2 separate regions of the Sus scrofa genome follow, and region 2 is linked to region 1. The links are chromatin contacts, called in public HiChIP or PLAC-seq maps. All regions are on one chromosome and are shown on one strand. Each heading gives the region's core, a stretch centred on a gene start, on an enhancer-like site or on the middle of the called end of the contact. The rest is flanking DNA. Distances are from core to core; before and after follow the strand shown.

What was found. HiChIP or PLAC-seq counts read pairs in DNA pulled down with a chosen protein or histone mark.
Region 2: a contact with region 1 is called in an H3K27ac HiChIP or PLAC-seq map of skeletal muscle. The contact joins the promoter of DHRS3 here to the enhancer-like site in region 1. A contact is called at or near these places in 1 of 5 promoter capture datasets (liver), 14 of 47 Hi-C or Micro-C datasets (embryonic fibroblasts, fetal heart ventricle, heart right ventricle and 7 more) and 2 of 2 datasets of contacts at active chromatin or transcription factors (alveolar macrophages and skeletal muscle).

Annotation. Positions count from the first base shown.
Region 1 is chr6:72,543,086-72,548,531 of Sscrofa11.1, reverse strand. No RefSeq gene overlaps it. Among named protein-coding and RNA genes, the nearest start is that of DHRS3, 53 kb to the left of the region's middle. Within about 2 kb of position 2,776, at least 17 of the 83 cell types and tissues checked have an H3K27ac peak or open chromatin away from gene starts, as enhancers often do. A contact at or near this core is called in liver, omental adipose tissue and skeletal muscle, where this site is marked.
Region 2 is chr6:72,597,311-72,602,784 of Sscrofa11.1, reverse strand. It overlaps DHRS3 (short-chain dehydrogenase/reductase 3), which reads left to right and starts at 3,552. Exons shown (of 6, transcript XM_021095382.1): 1 at 3,552-4,795. The coding sequence starts at 4,601.

The DNA of each region.
Region 1 (5,446 bases), core at 1,527-4,026:
AAGACAAAAAAGACCAAAAAAAAAAAAAAAAAAAAAAAAAAAAAAACCAACAACTTTTGGCCAGTGTCAAAGCTGAGGAAGCTTTCGTAAGCCACACTCTGCATTTCCACTTGTGTCTTGAGTCTCAAAGGTGTTTGAACTCATCCTGAGTTTTCTGTTGACCACACAGAGCCCCAGACCCTCTGGAAATTGAGATCAAAGATGTGAAAACACACACAATCACCCTCCGGTGGATCATGGGCTTTGATGGGAACAGCCCCAGCATGCGCTATGATACTGAGTGCAAAAATAAATCAGGAAGGCCTTCATTTCCCACATGGGAACTTCCATGTGCCACAGGTGCAGCCCTACAAAGCAAATAAATAAATACCAAGTAAATTAACAAATTTATATGCTACGTATTTTATAATAAATGCAATAGAGTGCCTGTGCTTGGTACACGAGAGACCCTCAGGGCTTCCTATGCATTTAATCCTTAAGACCTAACAACACTGAAGCAGAGACAGGGACAGACACGGTCGTCCGCCCAAGGCTTATGACCCCTCTCGCGAATGGCAGAGCTGGGATGGGAAGCCCAGGGTCTAGCTGCAAAGCCCTCGTGCTTAACCCCTGGGCTTCCTGGTTTCTGGAATAACCACTGGCTTTCCGAACCTGTGGTTCCCCACAGTCAAGCAACCATGGATCAAAAGAAAAAAAAAAAAAATCCAGACAGTTCCAAAAAGTACAACTTGAATTTGCTATTATGCCTGGCAACTACTTGAGTAGTATTTACATTATATTTACAAGTATTTATGGAGCATTTACATTGTATTAGGTATTATAAGTCATCTAGAGATGATTTAAAGGATACAGGAGCATATGCGTAGGGTCTGGGCAATATTTTATAGGAAGGACTTGAACACCCAAGGAGTTTGGTGTCCATGGGGTCCTGGGACCGATTCCCCGTGGATACTTAGGGATGACAGGTGTGTAAAGAGGGTGGCGTATGATGCTTGCTATTATTCACCAACATCACTATCTGGCCATGCAACCAGGCCTCTTCCTGGCTGATCCACAGCCCCGTCACTGCTAGATTCCAGCACCTCTTGCCCAGCTACTCACACCAGTTGCAGGCAGGCCAAGGTGGACCAGCCTCAGGTGAGAATCAGACCTGTTCAAAGGGTGAGGGGTTTCCTCTCAGAGCTTGCTGGAGTCAGCCCTGCCCTCTTGACCACGGGCCTGGGAGGGAGGGGGCATGGATTTTTTTGGCACTCCAGCCCTTCTTCAGATACACACTCTAGCCCCAGGGGCACAAAGTCAGGGCTTAGGGGCGGATTGCTCCGCCTTAACCAATTTTTGTGCTCATAAAATGGTCCCAGGACTCTGCCAGGTGCTCTGAGCGACTAAGTGCCTGCTTAGGGTGTGAATAGTGGCGAACCAGGCAGGAATCTACAAGCCCAGAGCTGGGATGCATTTCTGTGTTTATCCCAGTCCCCAGCCCCTTTCCGAGGGCACAAGGGCTTAGTGGCTTCTTTTGTCCAAGTCCCCAGCAACAGACACAAGACTCAACCTGCAGAATTTCTGGAGCAGATGCTGGGAGCTCAGTGCCACCTGGCAGGTCAAAACCTGGGCTTAAAACCTGGACAGAGACCATGGGATATAGATTGTCCCCAGCCCCCAGATGCTGCCACAGGAAGTCTCCTGGGCTACCCTGCTGGCTGTAGACGGTCTCTGCTGCTGCCGCCATTGAAGGAAATTACCCCCACCCCACTTCTCTGCCTCGCTTGCTGGAGGCAAAGGTTAGGGGGAACATACGATTGTTAGAGTCATCATGCCATGACCCACCTCGGCAGCCAGAGCAGGGAAAGCAAATATGGAGACTGTTTGTCATTCAGACAAAGGTGTCTCTGAGCTTCAGAAAAGGGCTGGTGCCTTTGACTAGCATGAGATACTGGCATTCCCTGAGTGGTTACTGGACCCACCCATAATGATTCTTGCTTAGGCAAAATGGGGTAATTTATTGGTTAAAATAAATGGGAAGCCCAATGATAATTGGTTTCAGGTATGGCTGGATCCAGAGGTTCAAGTGGCATTTCCAGAACCTGGTTCATAGCCCTGTTGTCACTCAATTCCACACCCCTCTGGGCTGGCTTCATTCTCATATAGCTTGTTCTAATGATGATAAGTTGGCTCCTCAGCTGCAGCCTCACACTCTTCCAGGTTCAAAAGAAAAGAAGAGAGAGGGTTTCTTCTTGGTCACCCAGAGTTAGTTCTTCATTGGGGGTTGGGGGGTGCTTCACCAATAGCATGTGGAAATTCCACAGCCAAGGACTGAACCTGTGCCACAGTAGCAACCCTGACCTGACCTAGCAGTGACTACTGCCAGATCCTTAACATGCTGAGCCACATGGAATTCCCACGTAGTTCGGATTGGTTATGGTTGGCTTGATTTGGGTCGCAGGAACCAATCACAGTGGCCAGAAGAAATCTGTACTCGGATTGGCCAGTCCTGAATCATGTGATCTATATTTGCAGCCAGGGATGGAATCCAGTCCATTGAAACACTTAGGCTGAGAGTTGGAGAGGGTTGGCTCCCTAAAAGTCCAGTGAGGTGCCCTGGCCAGGAGAAGGATGAAAGGACCCTGGGTAGCAAGAACAGTTGTCACCAGAATGACTATAGGGGCACTCCCTGACCTGCCCCTGGGCAGTGGCAGCTGATGGGCAGTCCTGAGTTCCCAAGCGGGGCTTTGGCCTCTCCTGACTGACAGTTGGCCGGTGCGGTGACAGGCAGTTGGCAGCCCCTTCCTGACTGCTGGCGCCTTTGATTGGCAGTCAGCGGGCTGCCCAGTGGGCAGTCGGCCGGCGCAGTGCTTGGCAGTTGCCCAGTCCTATCTGGCAGCCCGTCACGGGGCTGCCTGAGGTTGGGAGGGGAGATCCGCGGGGTCGACACCATCCGCCCCGCCTCCGCCCCTTCTTGGGGGCACCTTCGCCCCCACCCCGGGAGAGGGAGTCTGGGGCAACTTATAAAAGGCTTTTGACCCCACGTGGTGACAGGAGCCTCTGTCCAGTGGCAGCAAATGGCCATTTGGGACCAATAGTGCCCTCTGGAAGCCAGGGGGCAGTGGTCCTGGAATGGCGGGGTTCAGGAAACATTAGAATGGGTGGGGGCTTCCCCCTGCTTATTTGGTGTCATTCAACTTCCAACAAATAACTCTGAAAGGCAGCCATGGGTCAGGCACCGGTGGGTGGCAGTGAACTTAACTGCCAGGGCTTCTCCTCACGGAGATTTCAGCGCATGGGGCAGGGGCCTGGCTGGGGTATTGACGTGTTAGATGGGGTGGGCGTGATGGTCCGGAGAGCTGAGGTGTAAGCTGAGACCCAGGGGAGGCTCCCACTGGAGAAGCAGGGAGGGAAAGCCCAACTAAAGGGCGTTTAGGGCAGGCAGTGAAGGGAGGCTGGCGTGCGGGGACCGCAGCGGCTCTGGAAGTCAAGGAGGCCAAACCGTAGGGGACATGATGAGGCCCATAAGGATTTGGGACCTTCTCCCAAGGGAGAAGTATTAAAGCAGGGCATTCCGGTGAGGAGGTGTGCATTCTAGAAACGTCCTTCTGGATCCAGAGGAAACCGATTGCAAGGGACACCGGCAGAGGTGGGGAGCTTCAGCAATCAGGCTGAGGAAGAAGGTGACCCAGAACGGGGGTGGGAGGGTATAGAAAGAAGCCCGTGACCTGAGGCACTGCCGGGGGTGGACAGACAGGCACCGCCCCCACTCTGTACTGTCAGTACAGCAGCTACAGCGTGCAGCGTACCTGTGACGTCGCTGTCATCGCACAAGGAGGGGATTCTCGGTCGGCTCACAGCCCACGCATGCGCAGACGCCCATGCCTCGCGAGTCGCTGTGCGTCTGCGCACACGACAGCGACGGCAGAGGACAGACCCCCGGGGTAGGGGAGGGCTGGGTGGGACGCTTCATTCCTTACGCATCTTCATCTTCGTGTTTCCACCAGTTGCTGTAGCACGTGTTACCTTTATAGTTGCTAAAAAGGGATTTGAATGAAAGAATGAGAAGTGAGAAAGGGAGAGTAGGGCGGCGGCGGTCGAAGGCACTGGCTTTGGGGTCAGAGTGACCCCAGCGGGAATCCTTGCTCTGCTGTGAACCAGCTTGGAGCCGGGGAGGACCCCTCGGCCCTCCCAGCCCGTCTTCTCAGCCGCGAGTAGGGGGCTGCCACGTGGACGTGGGGAGAGCCCTCTGGGGAAGCGTGGGTCGGGGCGCCGGGGGTGGCTGTTCCTGCCCTGATGGCTGTCTAGTCCTCTCCCCCCAGCGTCCCTGACTTTCCCTACCCCACGTCCTCACCCCTTATGAGAAGGAAGCTGGGATGAGGAAGGTCTGTGACTAGCCCCCAGCAAGGCCAGGGTAGGCAGAAGGCCAGGAGTGGAAGGCCAGAACCCAGGGGCCACCCCAGGGCCAGGGCAGGAGGCTGGCCTCCCCTCTGCGACCCGCTGGTGCTCGCATCCGGCTCCTGCCTCAGGCCAGGATGACAAATGGCCCCCCAAGGAAAGGTCACTGTCCCCGAAGCAGTTGTGTGTTTGGCAGAGGCGGGCGGGGTGGGGCGCCTTCTGAGCGCTCTCTTGGCCCATGTTGGGGAGCCTGGACCTCGCCGGCAACCGGACTTTATTTTGGTTACTAAGGATGGGAAGGTTCTGGTCATAAATAACTGCCTGGCTACGCCGCCAGCCTCTCCCCCGGGGGTGGCCACAGGCCCGAGGCCTCTTCAAGGCCAGCGTGGCCCCCGCCTCTGGGCGCAGGGCGGGAGGTCTGGTGGCGAGGCTCGGAAGCCCGGTGGGGAGGCGGGGGAGAGGGGAGAGGGGTCTCGGGGCCTGGGTTCAGAGCAAGGTTAGCCAAATAGTGGATAAATTAAGCCAGGGAAACAGACAGCTCCCCTCGCGGTGAACTTTTCACCCGCTAACCTGCTCGTCGCCCACTCTCAGGTGGCGGCAGCTCCCGCCCTGAGGCTGTCACCTCTCGGGGGGGTTGTCACCTGCCTCCTCCCCAACCACCACCACTGCCACCCCAGGTGAGAGGGTGAAGATAGAGAGCACCCAGGACAAGTCCAGGGCCCTGGCGAGGAGGGGGCCAACGTCTATTGAGTCTGAAGATGAGACTCGAGCAGGACAGACAGACCAACCACCTCCTCCCTCCCTCACCCAGCACCCTCCCCCCGGGCAGGGCACACACAATTCTGGAAGAGGGGCAGTCGTCTTAGCTGGAGGTGGCCCTGGAGGTGTAGGGACCCTCTACCCAGCCCACCTTGTCTTTGCTTGTTTCCAGCCTGAACCATCCCTCAGGGGGCCAGCCCCATCTACAGGGAGCAGAGGGAGAGGCCCTCCCTCTGGCAAAGTGGGCTCGAGGGGTCCCCAGAGGCAGGAGCCAGTCACAGGAGCCTTCTTGGAGCCTCCCCAAGAACAG
Region 2 (5,474 bases), core at 2,303-4,802, 53 kb before region 1:
CCTATAATGGAGAAAAGAACATGGAGTTCCCGTCGTGGCGCAGTGGTTAACGAACCCGACTGGTATCCACGAGGTCGCTGGTTCGATCCCTGGCCTCGCTCAGTGGGTTAAGGATCTGGCGTTGCCGTGAGCTGTGGTGTAGTCTGCAGACATGGCTTGGATCCCGCGTTGCTGTGGCTGTGGTGTAGGCCGTCAGCTACAGCTCTGATTTGATCCCTAGCCTGGAAACCTCCATATGCTGTAGGTGCAGCCCCCAAAGACAAAAAAATATATATATGTGGAGTTCCCTGGTGGCCTAGCAGTTAAAGGATCAGTATTGTCACTGCTGCGGCACAGGTCACTGCTGTGGCTCAGGCTTGATCCTTGGCCTGGGAACTTCCACATGCCATGGGAGCAGACCCCCCCCCCAAAAAGTATAAATATACACTTTGCTTACACCTGAAATACTGTAAATCAACTACACTTCAGTTTTTAAAAAAAAAAAAAAATACATATAACCTGGTCAAAACAAAACAAAACAAAACAAGTGACTCAGTCTGGAGAATCAGGGGCAGTCACAGCCTGATGGCCCATCCAGGGCCAGCAAGTTCCCCTGTGGGGCCAGTGAGTGCTCTTGGGGACCCATCTCTACCACTGGGCCACTGGCTCTGGGCTGGAAGGCGGCTCCAGGCTGCCCTGCTGAGTCCTCGCACCTCCTGAGCCCGCCCCACACCAGGAGGGCTGAGTCATGGAAAAAGTTAGTTCTTTAGGCTACAGCTCACCTCCCTCCTCCATCAAGTCCACAAAGGCTCCTTTCACATTTTCAGGAGCAGGAAGAAAACTGTGGGGCCCTCTCCCCAGGCTGGGATGTGAAATTTCAAACTTCTCCCTGGAGTTAAATTCCCCACCCCGCGCGCCCAGCTAAGGGGGGTGGGTGGCTACCAAGAGCAAAACACAGGCAGGGGGAGGTTGGGGAGGAGGGGCAGGCCACCATGTCTATCATGACCCATGTCATTCTCAGGCAGCCAGGTCACAGGGACCCTCTGGGCCAGTCTCCGACCCCCCCCCCACCAACGCCCCCCCTCCCCATCTCATCTTCCCAGGGAACTTGAAGGACATAGGTGGTGACAGACAGCATCTCTCTGGGCAGCTGATGATGGCAGAGGCCTGAGCCGCATGGGATGCCGGGCCAAAAAACCCACATCCTGAATGAAGGTGGAATAAAGAGAAAACAGGTGTCTGCTTCCCAGCCGCAGTCCAACCCCAAACCTCTTAGGGCTGCCTGACATGGTCCTTTGTACTGTGATTTCACCCCGAATCTGCTGTTTGGGAGAGGTCGGGGGAGCCCCCTGTGTGGCCTTGGGTCAGTTCCTTAGACGGCTGATTGGACCCGTGGTTTCTGGGCAGTGGCACCCACACTCAAAGGCTGTTGAGATCAAGTGAGAATATGTGTCGAGGGCCTGATATGCTGAAGGTCAGTGTGGGCTCCCAAACCCCTTCCGACTCAAACTCACACCCAGGGCAAATGTACGTGGGGCCTAGGGGTCACTCAGCCGGTCTGGCTTCTGAACAGGCTCGGGTGGCTGGTCGGGGATCAGGGGGACTTAAGTGAGCAGCAGGCTGTGGGTTTAGGAGTTGCTTCACGTCTCTGTGCTTCTATTTCCTCCTCCACGGAGCCGCAAGTGTGTGGAGAGGTAGAGCCATCATCTTCACAAGCCCTTTTAGGCTCGGAGTGTTAACCTTAGGTGGGGAGAAAAGCCTGGAAGAAAAATGAGAGCTGGTACGAACACAGAAGGCTGGAGGCGCCGTGTCGCATCCAGACCACTAGGCGGCGGCGAGGATAACATATGAGAATAGGCTGAGCGCAGGGGTTCCGGCTCCAGACTCGACCAGTGGTCTTCTAGGCAGCGGAGGTGGGGGCAGACACCAGCCACTACTGGCTGGGAAGAGCCTGTCTCCCCAGGGTTGGGATTTTTTTTTTTTTTTTTTCCCATTTTACAGGCCTCCAAAGTGGGAGGAGGCCATCACTTTGACAGAGTCCTGCCTTTAGCCTTTAGCCGTGGCCTGAGTCTGTAAAGCTCATGGCCTGCCTTTCGGTCCTACTTTTGGAGGCTTGCATGGAGGCAGGAGAAGGGAGGCAGGAGGGTCCCGGGTGGGGTGGGGTGGGAAGAGGAATCCGGTCTGGACTTGGATCCCTCCCTCCCACACTACCTGGCAGATGGGGTTAATGATACCCCTTTCAGGTCAGTGGGAAGATTAAATTTCAGAATCTAAGCCCTCAGTTTCTCATCCAGCCCCTCTCCCAAACCCTTCTAGCTCTTCCAGTGGTCCAGATAACGATTTTCCCAATTCACCTGGAAGGATGAGCCGGCCTGTAGAACACCCCCCCTCACACCAGGCCTGCGAACTAAAGGGTCTTTGCAGCCCAGGGAGGAGGTAAACCCCAGCCACCCCCTCCCCCAAATACGCCTTTCTCACCAGATGCTCAGCAGATCGTGCAGGCAGAGCACTGATTCCAGCACACCCAGCACTGCTGAATCAGAACGTCTGGGGCACGGTGAGGCCCAGCACTCCGCGTCTGAACAAGCCTCTTGCTGGAGAAGGGCTGCCCCAGATTACAGGGCACCTGCCTGGCCCACCCTCTCTCCTCCTGGCCTGGGACATCAGGGGCAGCAGGAGGCAAGTCCCATCAGCACTTTTAGCTGGGACTGCTTTTTAGTGACTCACCTCCCAGACTTCCTGCAACAGACAACTCTAAATAGAGTCAGGTCCCCCCAACACACACACACACCCCAGCGGGCCCAGCCCCAACAGGGGAGACCTTCTTGTTTGGGGGGAAAACAGGAGGTGCCAAGGTGGGTGCCCCAAAGAGAGGAGTTTCTGCCTGCACAGCACAGGGGGCACTGGTTTAGCACATTTTGTTTACAGGCCTTTGTTATTAAGGAAATTGCTGTCAGTCAAGGTAATTCTAGCCCAGATGAGCAATAAATACGCTCCCAGCTAATCTTTCAGGGATTTTATTGGCACCTTGGGGGCAGAGGTTCCTTTACCCTGCCCACCCCCTGCCCCTCAAAGCAAAACCCTACTCCCCAGCTGCTCCCCCCCACCCCAGCTACTTGAACAACTCGGGGCATGTTTAGAAAGTGCACTCTAAAGTTAAGACAGGAGGCCTCTGGGCAAAGGTCGGAAGTGGCTTCCTGGTCCTACCTGGAAGCAGGGGATGGCCAAAGGATCTGAAATAAACCCTGGGCGACCTGATGGCTTGAGGCGAGCGCGAGCTCCTCTGGGCCTGCCCAGCACGCAGAGGGGGTCACCTGGCCTGCGGGCGCCTCTGTTCGGGGAGATCGCATCCCAGGCAGGGAGGAATGTCTCAAGGAGGGAGCCGGCTCGCAGGAGTCGGTTCCGGCGTGTGAGTTGCGGCGGCGAGCCCTCAGGGACACTGCCGGCAAGCCCTGGCCTGCAGAGACGGGGAGCCGGCCGGGGGAGAGCGCGAGTCGGAGCGAGCCCGAGTGCGCGCCCGCGCGCGCGCCCCGAGACTGCGTAGGGGGAGGGGAGCCCGCGGCAGCCACTCACAGGAACGGTAGTGAAGCCTCTGAACAACTTTAACTGTCAATCAGACTTAATGGAGTATTTAAAAAAATGGGGGGGGGGCGCCCTCTTGCTCCTCTCCGCGGCTGCCCCGGGAGCGAATGGATAAGGCGCCGGAGAAGAGGGAGTCCGATCCACGCGCGCTCCGCACCCGGGCCCTCTCCAAGTTGGAAAGGACAAAAAGAAGGCAATAAATGCTTACAAGGGAGAGAGAGGGAGCCGGATCGAGCGGCAACTCCCAGGCTCCGCTGGAAGAGAGAGGGAGGGAGGGAGCCGGAGAGAGCGAGCGCGCGCGAGGGCGAGCCATGCACGTAAAGAAACTGACACCCGGACCCCCCACTTCTCCTGCACGTTGCTGGCAATCAGATCGCTTTTAAGCAATTTCCTGAGCCCAAGAATAGCAATGAGACGGGAGACTTTTGCGGACTGAAATTGGGAGCTACAAGCACTTCCCCCCCCCCGCCCCCCAGCACACACACTGTTTTTTCCCCTGAAGAAGGGGTGGGGGGCGCTGCAATTTGGAAACAGCTCTTTTTTTTTTTTTAGTCTTGCACTTTGAAACCGCGGGACTGTAGCAGGGTGCGCGCGTGTGGTTGGTGCTTTTTTTTTTTTTTTTTTTTTTTTTTTTCCTTCCCTGCCTAAACTCCTCTGTCAGCCTGTAAACATTACCTGAGAATTCCCCAGCCGAAACGGCTGCTGGGGCAAGAAAGTTCTTGTTAGAACTTTCCACCTCCGGCTTCCCCTCCACCTCTCTTACTGTCCCAACCTTCTGAGACGCTTTTTCTCCTCCCGAGGATTTATCTCTTTCTCTCTCTCTCTCTCTCTTTTTTTTTTTTTTTTCCCCTTTTCCCACCCGATGCTTGCTTTGCATTTGGGAAGAGGTGATTTCTAGAGTGGCCAGGTGGGACGCCTCTCTTCCCCCTTATTTGGTTTATTTATTATTGTTGGGGGGGTATTTTCTTTTTTAAGTCCTATTTTGTTCGGTCCGGGGAGTTTCGCCCCCCCACCCCTGCCCGGCTCCGCGGCGCGGAGGATGGTGTGGAAATGGCTGGGAGCGTTGGTAGTGTTCCCTCTGCAGATGATCTATCTGGTGGTGAAAGCTGCCATCGGACTGGTGCTGCCCGCCAAGCTGCGGGACCTGTCGCGGGAAAACGTCCTCATCACCGGCGGCGGGAGAGGCATCGGGCGCCAGCTCGCTAGGGAGTTCGCAGAACGCGGCGCCAGAAAGGTACCGGGGCACCGCAACTCCAGGGGGTGGGGGCTGAAGGCGAGGGCGACCTCGGGGGTAGGGGGTGCGCCCACCTGCCACCGCTGCCAGAACCAGGGAGCAGGGTCTGAAAGTCGCCGGCCACCCTACTTTTCTGCGCCACCCGCGAGTGCTGAGCTAGTCAGTTTCACCTTGTACATTTCCCGGGGCACCAGCCAGTCTTTTTTGGCAGGTCCGGAGCTGACCAGCTCCTTTGGGCTCTGTAGCTGGTTGTTCAGCCCTGCTTCGAAACTTAGCCGACTCACCCGTTTCCCACATTCCTCCCTCCCGAAGGAAGGTGGTGTGTTTTCCCTCTCGCCTTTCCCTCTTTTACCGCCACGCTGGTGAATGCAGGGTGTGTGCGCTCCTGGGTAGAGCAGAGAGCCGCCTGCGAGCTGGTGCTTCGTATTTTCCTTGGCAGCTCGCTTCCCAGCCCCAACCTGGGCGGCTGCAGCTCTGGAGACTGGAAGAGTGGGGCTACTTGATTTGGGTTTGAAAAGGGGGAAGCAGTGTTGGATGGTCTAGCCTAAGCTTATAGGCACTTCGGAGGCCCAGGTGTTTGGAAATCTGGAAAGAAGGGACAGGGGTGACCAGCTGATGATAAAGAGCCCTTGTTCTCATTTCAATGCTGCCTCTGCCCCCTACCCCAAATCCAGCCTCA